Regions from separate parts of the Salmo salar genome. Here regions 2 and 3 are each linked to region 1. A link is a contact called in public Hi-C data. All regions are on one chromosome and are shown on one strand. The core of a region is the stretch at or near the end of the contact, and the rest is flanking DNA. Distances in the headings are between cores, read along the strand shown.

The links. Hi-C and Micro-C count contacts between places; a contact is called where the count stands out from the background.
Region 2: a contact with region 1 is called in a Hi-C map of gill, with 6 times the contacts expected there. The contact joins the promoter of rxylt1 here to the promoter of parp12a in region 1. A contact is called at or near these places in 3 of 3 Hi-C or Micro-C datasets (blood, gill and muscle).
Region 3: a Hi-C map of gill shows a contact between it and region 1, with 2.8 times the contacts expected there. The contact joins the promoter of zgc:112052 here to the promoter of parp12a in region 1. A contact is called at or near these places in 2 of 3 Hi-C or Micro-C datasets (gill and muscle).

What each region holds. Positions count from the first base shown.
Region 1 is chrssa16:15,798,324-15,801,257 of Ssal_v3.1, reverse strand. It overlaps parp12a (poly (ADP-ribose) polymerase family, member 12a), which reads left to right and starts at 1,594. Exons shown (of 12, transcript XM_014147896.2): 1 at 1,594-1,996. The coding sequence starts at 1,680.
Region 2 is chrssa16:15,969,748-15,972,577 of Ssal_v3.1, reverse strand. rxylt1 (ribitol xylosyltransferase 1) reads left to right here and starts at 1,263. Exons shown (of 5, transcript NM_001173886.1): 1 at 1,263-1,519; 2 at 1,809-1,988; 3 at 2,151-2,253; 4 at 2,369-2,683. The coding sequence starts at 1,372.
Region 3 is chrssa16:15,996,496-15,999,243 of Ssal_v3.1, reverse strand. zgc:112052 (protein C19orf12 homolog) reads left to right here and starts at 1,357. Exons shown (of 3, transcript XM_014147886.2): 1 at 1,357-1,596; 2 at 2,375-2,535. The coding sequence starts at 2,376.

The DNA.
Region 1 (2,934 bases), core at 345-2,844:
TTTGGAGGAAAAAGGTGGTGGCTGGCAAGCCGAAGAACACCATCCCAACTGTGAAGCGCGGGGGTGGCAGCATCATGTGTTGGCGGTGCATTGCTGCAGGAGGGACTGGTGCACTTCACAAAATAGATGGCATCATGAGGATGGAAAATGATGTGGATATATTGAAGCAACATCTCAAGATACAAGTCAGGAAGTTAAAGCTTGGTCGCAAATGTGTCTTCCAAATGGACAATGACCCCAAGCATACTTCCAAAGTTGTGGCAAAATGGCTTAAGGACAACAAAGTCACGGTTTTGGAGTGGCCATCACAAAGCCTTGACCTCAATCCTATAGAAAATTTGTGCGTAGAACTGAAAAAGTGTGTGTGAGCAAGGAGGCCTACAAACATGACTCAGTTACACCAGCTCTGTCAGGAGGAATTGGCCAAAATTCACCCAACTTATTGTGGGAAGCTTGTGGAAGGCTACCTGAAACATTTGACACAAGTTAAACAATTTAAAGGCAATGCTACCAAACACTAATTGAGTGTATGTGAACTTCTGACCCACTGGGAATGTGATTAAAGTAATAAAACTGAAATAAATCCTTCTCTCTACTATTATTCTGACATTTCACATTGTTAAAATAAAGTGGTGATCCTAACTGGGAATTTTTACTAGGATTAAATGTTAGGAATTGTGAAACTGAGTTTAAATGTATTTGCATAAGGTGTATGTAAACTTCCGACTTCAACTGTATAAGACCTAAGCTGATATGTTTGAAAGTCCATAAGAATAAACCGCACCATTCAATGCACGCAAATTAAGGGGTTACATATAGTAAATGCCATTATGAGTTCCTTATTCTCTAGCGGCTAGCCCATATTTAAGTCTGACGTAGAGTTAGTGCTGCTGCATATAGTGCCTTCAGAAAGTATTCATGCCCCTTGACTTATTTCACATTTTGCTGTATTACAGCCTGAATTCAAAATGGATTAAATATTTTAAAAAATTCCACCACCTACACACGATACCCCATATTGACAAAGTGAAAACATGTTTTTACAAATGTTTAGTAATTTATTAGAAATGTCTCATTTACATAAGTATTCACACCCCTGAGTCAATACTTTGTAGAAGCAGCTTGACACGTAACAAAAGTTGTCTGCGGAGTTCTGTTGTTCATTGCTATACTGTAATGCCATCGTGTGACCATTAGGTATTATTACATGACTTTATGTATTTCATGTTTTACATAACACAGTGGAATAAAAAGCAGAGGTTATGCAAAATCCTATGTTAGTCATATAAACAGAGGACCTGGTGGTGTGAATTTTCAACAACTACCAAATAGTCCATGTTGAAAGCAGAGGTTTAAAGTGTCGTCCCTAGGACCTGGTCACTAGCTTCCACAGCCACAGTCATAAACCCCGCCTATTGCTACTTTAAATGTTAAACCTAACCTTAACCTCACTGCTAACCTTGTGCCTAACCAAAACGACAAAATTATATTTTTTTCATGAATTTTTACAATATTATAGAACATTTTGACGTTATGGCTGTGAAATCTAGTGGAAACCGGTTTAAAGGGCACGACTCGAACTTTGACTTTCAGTTTCGTTTCTCCGTAAGTGTGACTGACGACCAATTGCAAATTGGGTGAGGATCATAAAATCTCTTTTTCCCTGCTACCGAAACACGATGTCGTCTATCGTGTCTCAATATGTAACAAAAATTCTGTGTGGAAATCAAGGATGCTTGGACTTCAAGCGGCTTGACCAGATAGTTGGTCAAAAGTTCACTGTTGCGGATGATGTCCTACTTGGAATACTTTGTGACAGAGAAAAATATGCCATCAGTAAAGGCGAAGGAAAGGCCTCGCGTCTCGCTATGAGCCAGAACAGTGTTATTGTTGCAAAGACTTCACTGCGAGTCTGTCAAAGCCCTCCTGGCGAGTGTCTTCATTGCGAGAACTTACACCTGTGCAGATACTTTGTATGCGGTAACTGCAGGTTCGGGTAGGTGTCATGTTCTGTGAGACTATATAAACAATTTGTTTTATCTCATAGTGGAACTGCAGATGTTTCATATAGGTAAATACTCTGAGGTAAAATTAGTTTTATACTGGATATTCTGTTCTCTCATCAATAGCTATTGAACCAGGCATGCTATGGCTATACAAATGGTATATTCTGAATCGGGTGAATGGAGAACAATCCGCTACTTTTATTTTTAATAACAAAAATTGAATTAAAATCTTGAATAGTTCTTAAACAAATCATGTCATGACTATGAAAAAAATATTCTGAATCAAGGGAAGATGGAGAACAATCCATGTATTTTTTTATTTGAAATGTAGATTGAAATCCATCAAAATCTTCAATAGCTCTTAGATTTTAAATCTTCTATAGCTCTTAAACAAAGCGTGCTGTGACTATGAAAATGATGTATTCTGAATCAAGGGAGATGGAGGATGGAGCCCCCCCCAATGGAATTGTTTTTTCGCCATCTTCCCATGATCCAGAATATGTAATTTTCATAGTCACGGCACACTTTGTTTAAGAGCTATTGAAGATTGAAATCCAGAAAAATAAAATCTACATTTCAACAACAAAAAAGGTGTGGATTTTTCTCCATCTTCCCTTGATTCAGAATATATCATTTTCATAGTCACGGCACGATTTGTTTAAGAGCTATTGACAGAGAGAGCTGAATATCCAATATAAAAAAACATTTTACCTAAATGGTAAACCGAATTTAGTATAATCTGTTGATAATTCGGGTGTAGAATCTGATATTGTTACACTTTGACCACAAACACACCTGTTGTAACTGGCCCTGTGACTCATTCATTTGGTATCTCATACAATGAGTATCAGATTCATAAGCTGTGAATAGATATAGTAGCTAACAACAACATATTTTTGCTGAGGAGCCAACAGCATTTGTTGACCTG
Region 2 (2,830 bases), core at 14-2,513, 170 kb before region 1:
ACTGATGGAAACATAGTTACTGACTCAAATTAATGAAATTAGTATAAATAATTGTTTCTTTGACTGAACGAATCGAAAAGATCACAGTGAATAAAAAGAGTCGACCTTCCCATCGCTAGAAAAAGAACAGTGAGGGGTTCCCTATGTCTTAACCAGAGATACTTTTGAGGAGATGCAAAAATCCACTGGAATCGTAGTAACTTCGTCAATGGGCCGCGCGGTGCATTCTGGGACAATGAAAGCTCTCCTTTAAGGACTTAATGGGAGTCAATTGGGTGCTAGCTCAAAATAATATATTCGCATACGTCTCGTCAACAAGAAGTACAACATAACAAATATTTTCGGAGATGTGAGATAATTAATTTATCTGTAATATCATATAGCTTTGGAATCTTGACATTAAGTACTTTCGAGGAAAATAGGCAGGTTTCTCGACTCGGTTTAGCAACCGCGTGACGCTGTACGACAATGTGAACGCGATTGGTCGACAGTCTGCTGGGTGAGACGTTATACATTCACCCATTTATTGCCCAGTGGGATTCATATCTCTCCTTTCTCTAATAAATCTGCCTTAACCGCAAGAGTTTTTAAACTCAGAGGGGCAACATTGCGAGACTTCTGGGAAAGCTTGTGAAGCAGACCAGGCCGGGGTTTGAGTAGTCAATGACAGAAGTTTTATATATTTTTATTTATCGAAATCTAAAGGCACAACCTTGATTCGAGCCAATGTCTTAAGTAGTTGTACATGTTATTAGTCCAACCTGTTGAAAGTGATAAACTGCACCTTTTCATTTTCGTCAAACACTATTTTATATTGGATTGCCTTTGATTTGATGGCTTGCACATGCGCAGTTTGGCGCGTGTCGACCGTTAGACCCGATTGCGTGTTTCTGCGCATGAGTTTAGCTAGCCAACGTCGCCATGACATCGCCTACGAGCGTGATCGTGGATTTATAAAGGATAAGCAGTTTCTGTCTTTGCCTTAACTGGCAGCTCGCTCCACATTAGGTACGTCCTGGGTAACATCCGGGATTATGTTTCAGCGCGCGGTCTCAATTCTTATAACATCTTTGTAAGCAATTTGTTTTGTATTTAATTTCAAATATGCCACACGAGTCGCTTTAATTATCAAAATAAAAATCGGTTCTGTATGACGATAAAAGAAAATGCTTCACATAGATGAATTCCAAAAGGGGAATAACTTTTCTCCGGCAAATCTTATGCCAGCCTTTGAGCTGGGTCCTTGAACTGTAAACAGTCGCCTTTGATTGCTTTCTCAGTGTTTCCGAGACAACGAGCTGCACAGATATTGGTTACTTTAAAGGGGTTAACTGGTACTCGAGTGCAGAATGGTAACGTGAGAAGGAAAACATGAAAAAACATCACAGAAAAATATTCATCCTGATAGTTTTTGTCTATGTGGTGTTTTCCTTGTATGCTGCATACAATGTATTTTTTAATACGAAGGTGATCACCCGTGTCCACAGAGTGGTGAAGAAAATTACAGTCGCAACCTCAGGTAAATTAGCTAGCTAGCTACTTATCTGAGAAAATAAACTTACTGTCCATAGTTTGCGGGTCATGTCCAATGTTGTATATGATCATATACAGTTACAATCCAAAATGGTGAGCATTACAAGCATATGTGGCCACAGGGTACTTCAAATAACAGTTACGTGGTGGGTCGGCAAAACTGGGTCTGGAGTCACCACGTGAATACCCTGACAGGGTTATGGACTCGTCATGTGAAAACCACTAACTAGCTAGCTCCAGTAAGTGTTATTTTCCTGTTGTTTTGGTGATTACAGGTGGTGGTGTTGTGGCTCCTTACATTGGGGATGATGTGTGGAACCCTTGGGAGGATGAGCAGGCTAATGCGCTTTCTGCTCTGCACAAACAGAGGGATGCTTTCAGACAATACCAGGAGCGCATTGACAAGAACAGGCCCAAGAGATACAAAGTTCAAATCTGGGGGAAAGCGGCCATAGGTAATGCCTTTTTAGGGATCTTCTGTGATAAGTTGTACAATATTGCTTGGTATCTCTTTGTTGTTTGATGCTTCCTCTTACAATGTTAGGTTACATTATGGTGTGTAAAAAAAACATTCTTATGGATATTGTCCCTCTGAAGTAACTCCTCTCTTCTATCAGGACTTTACCTTTGGGAACATATTTTAGAAGGTCCCCTCAACCCCACCGACATACAAGCACAGTGGAGAGAGGGGGAGATACAGGTGGGAAAGATAGATTTCAGGTAAGGCATCACAAATGAGACTCCTATCACAATATAAGATGCATATGATCTAGCTGATGTCAGCTATTCTGACAGCCCTCCACCCCACCATCTCTCTCTCTCTGTCTATCTATAGTTTCTACACAGGTCCAGCGGTGATCCAAGGCCACGTTCCTCTGGACACAGACAGTGTGGTTCTGGTGCTGAACGGCCGGGAGCAGCAGAAGATCTCCTACGCCACCCGGTGGCTGCAGCATGTCCAGACCTTGATGCAGTTCCACGCTGTGAATCGTGTGGCTGTGGTTCTGCTGGGCAGCGAGCGCTGCACCAACGACTGGATCAGCCCCTACCTGAGGAGGCACGGGGGCTTTGTGGACCTGCTCTTCCTGGTCTATGACAGCCCCTGGGTTAACGACAAGGATGTCTTCCAGTGGCCCCTCGGAGTAGCCACGTAGGTCGTCTGAACCCTTATTCATAAAGTATCAGAGAAGGAGTGCTGATCTAGGATCAGTTCTATCTTTGAGATCATAATTATATGGAAAGAGGACCTGATCTTAGATCAGCACTCCTACTCTGAAATGGTTTGTTAATACAGGCC
Region 3 (2,748 bases), core at 108-2,607, 200 kb before region 1:
TACATTTTAAACCTTGAGTGTTTACCTTATATCGCAAATTATATCTCAAGTTACAGTTGTAAATTCACTAGTTACAGAGCTGACACATTTACAGAATAAAGAAACAATTCTCACTCAATATTATCCCATCAATCCAACTAGTATGATGACTGAGGTTGTAAAATTACTGTCATGATTGTCTTTTACATTCTTTGGCATAATGCAAAATCGAATAATCTATTTATAATGTTGCTCCAAGATGCACATGGTATAATTCATTGGCCGGATGATCTCATGATAGAGGACAGCAGTGTAGTTGGGAAGATTAATAGTCTGTCTCCTTTGCAGAATGATATACAGTAAATTCAAATGGCACAATCTTAGCAAGAGGGCACACAGGCTCAGAACTCAACACGGGAGATGTATCAATGAAGTCACATGTGTAAACACGCTGCCAGTTGACCACGTGGTCCACTGTGCTCAGCAGAGGCTCAGGGAAGTAGAATGAAGTTGCCCTGATCTGGGTTGTCACTAGTTACCACAGCCACAAAGTCAAAATTATGGCTAAACCCCGACTATTTCTACAATTTCTCTTCTTAAAATCTGATTTTAAACCTAACCTTAACCACACTGCTAACCTTATACCTAACCATAAATTAAGACATAAATATATATATTGATGAATTTTTAAGATATAGACATTTTTACATTTTTGCATCGTGTTCACAGTCATATCAAAGACAGTACTGTGGCCATGTCTTTGTTATTTGGGACAAGTAAGCTGATCCTAGATCTGTGTTTCAAAGACAACTTCTACCAGCAATGTGTATCAATCTAATTGATTAGAGATGTAGGCTAATTTGATGTAGTTTGACTCGTTTGATGTAGTTTGAATGTTTGAATAACCTATTATTGAAAAAAAAAAACACATATTAAATACTATCAAGCCAACACGATAAGGTTATTTTCAGACCTCTTCTCATTGGCTCACATCTCTCTGACGTAGTGGCTTTACAGGAAATGAACCAGTACCTTAAAGCAATACGACCGTGACAAGGAAGGAATTCGATTAATGCCCCGGGTACGCCGGGCTAGTGCTGATCGCATTCGTTTTGAAACTGGGCTGCCTCCTGGTGGTGAGCCGGGTAAAACGGTCAAATCAAACGGGGAAGTCCTCTGAAAACAAAAGTGACGTATGTTAAGTACGTGGATTAATGAGTTAGGATTCAGTGTTTTCACATGCAAAAGTGTTAGATCTTTATAAAAACGCATATATCGCTTTACCCACACTTCCCAAGGAAGACTATTTGTAAAGAAATTGTCAAATATATTTTATATAAAAATTAATACATGCTTTGTGTTTCTGAACGATTCATCATGTTTTGTTGACATTATGGCCAGAAGATGCTCGATGAGAGGGTGCTCCTCCCTCACCGCTTTTGCCTGGTGACGTGACGTGCCATAGACCGGTTTTCCCCGGTTCAGTCTAATGGAACTCTCTCAAGGCTCGGGAAATCAAGAATGACGCTTGAAAAAACCTCTAGTTTTGACTGGAATTGAACCTTCATATAAATATAGTAGGCAGACAATATACAAGGAATTTAGTTCATCATCAAGGTATGTTGACTATTAGTTTATATTACAATATTTGTATCTTATCGCTGCAAATTCGTTTAGCGAAACAATGTAAAACACATTCAATGTCAGAGAGTAAATTTACTTATCATCGTCACGTGATCATCTTTAACGTTCTGAAGTGATACATTGTACCTTGAATTGTAGCAAATACATTCTAGCAAATAGAATAAGCATTACTTGTATTGTGGAGTTAATACATTAAAGATATCTTCACCAAAACAAGCAGAATACTTACATTTCGATTATAGAGTATATACTGAAATAATATGACATTGATGACAATCCTTATCTATTTATTGTTGCCACATATTTCCTGCTGTTCAAAGGTCATGCATAGGGTTTTTAAAGGTAATCATATACCCATTTGATTCTTATAAAATGCAATTCAAATGCTTTATGACCTTAGTACAGCTGTCTTATCATAGCCCAAGATCAATGGCTGTATTAGTCAATGTTTGTTGTCATTTGAGTGTTTGGAAACGATTTCTAACTTATATGTTTTAAACTATCATGATAATCTCAGACTGTCAATCCTTGCATCCATAGCACTATGAATTTTAGTGTTTACATTTCCCCCGCCCCATCCCTCAGTTTACCCCAAAAGTTGGTGGGTCAGACTGTTGAACTGGCAGATTGTGGCATTAAACAGCAATAGCCTATTATGTTTTCCCCTCAGCCCATTCACTCTATGCAGCTGTCAGTGTCATTGTTGAGTTATTGTAAACGTGGGTCTAAACCCTTAACCTTTGTTCCCCAGAATGTCGCAACGAATTAACGATGTTGTGCGGCTGTGTTGCGAGTTATCTGCAAACCAACAGATAAAGACCACAGTGAAGGGATCTTCCAAAGGGGCGGTGGCAGCAGGGGGACTAGCCTTTGCAGGAGGACTGGTTGGAGGCCCCCTTGGCATCGCTGTGGGTGAGTGAGGATTATAAAAATCACGAGTTGTTTGTCTCACATCTAAATGACAATACTTACACAACTTGTCCTCTCTTATAGTAGTGCGAACCACCGCATTTAACCATGGAAAAAGGTCTGGGAATATGGCTGAATATAAACAGTGTAGTTATTCTCTCCGCAAGGCAATCAAACAAGCGAAATGCCGGTACAGGGACAAAGTGGAGTCGCAAT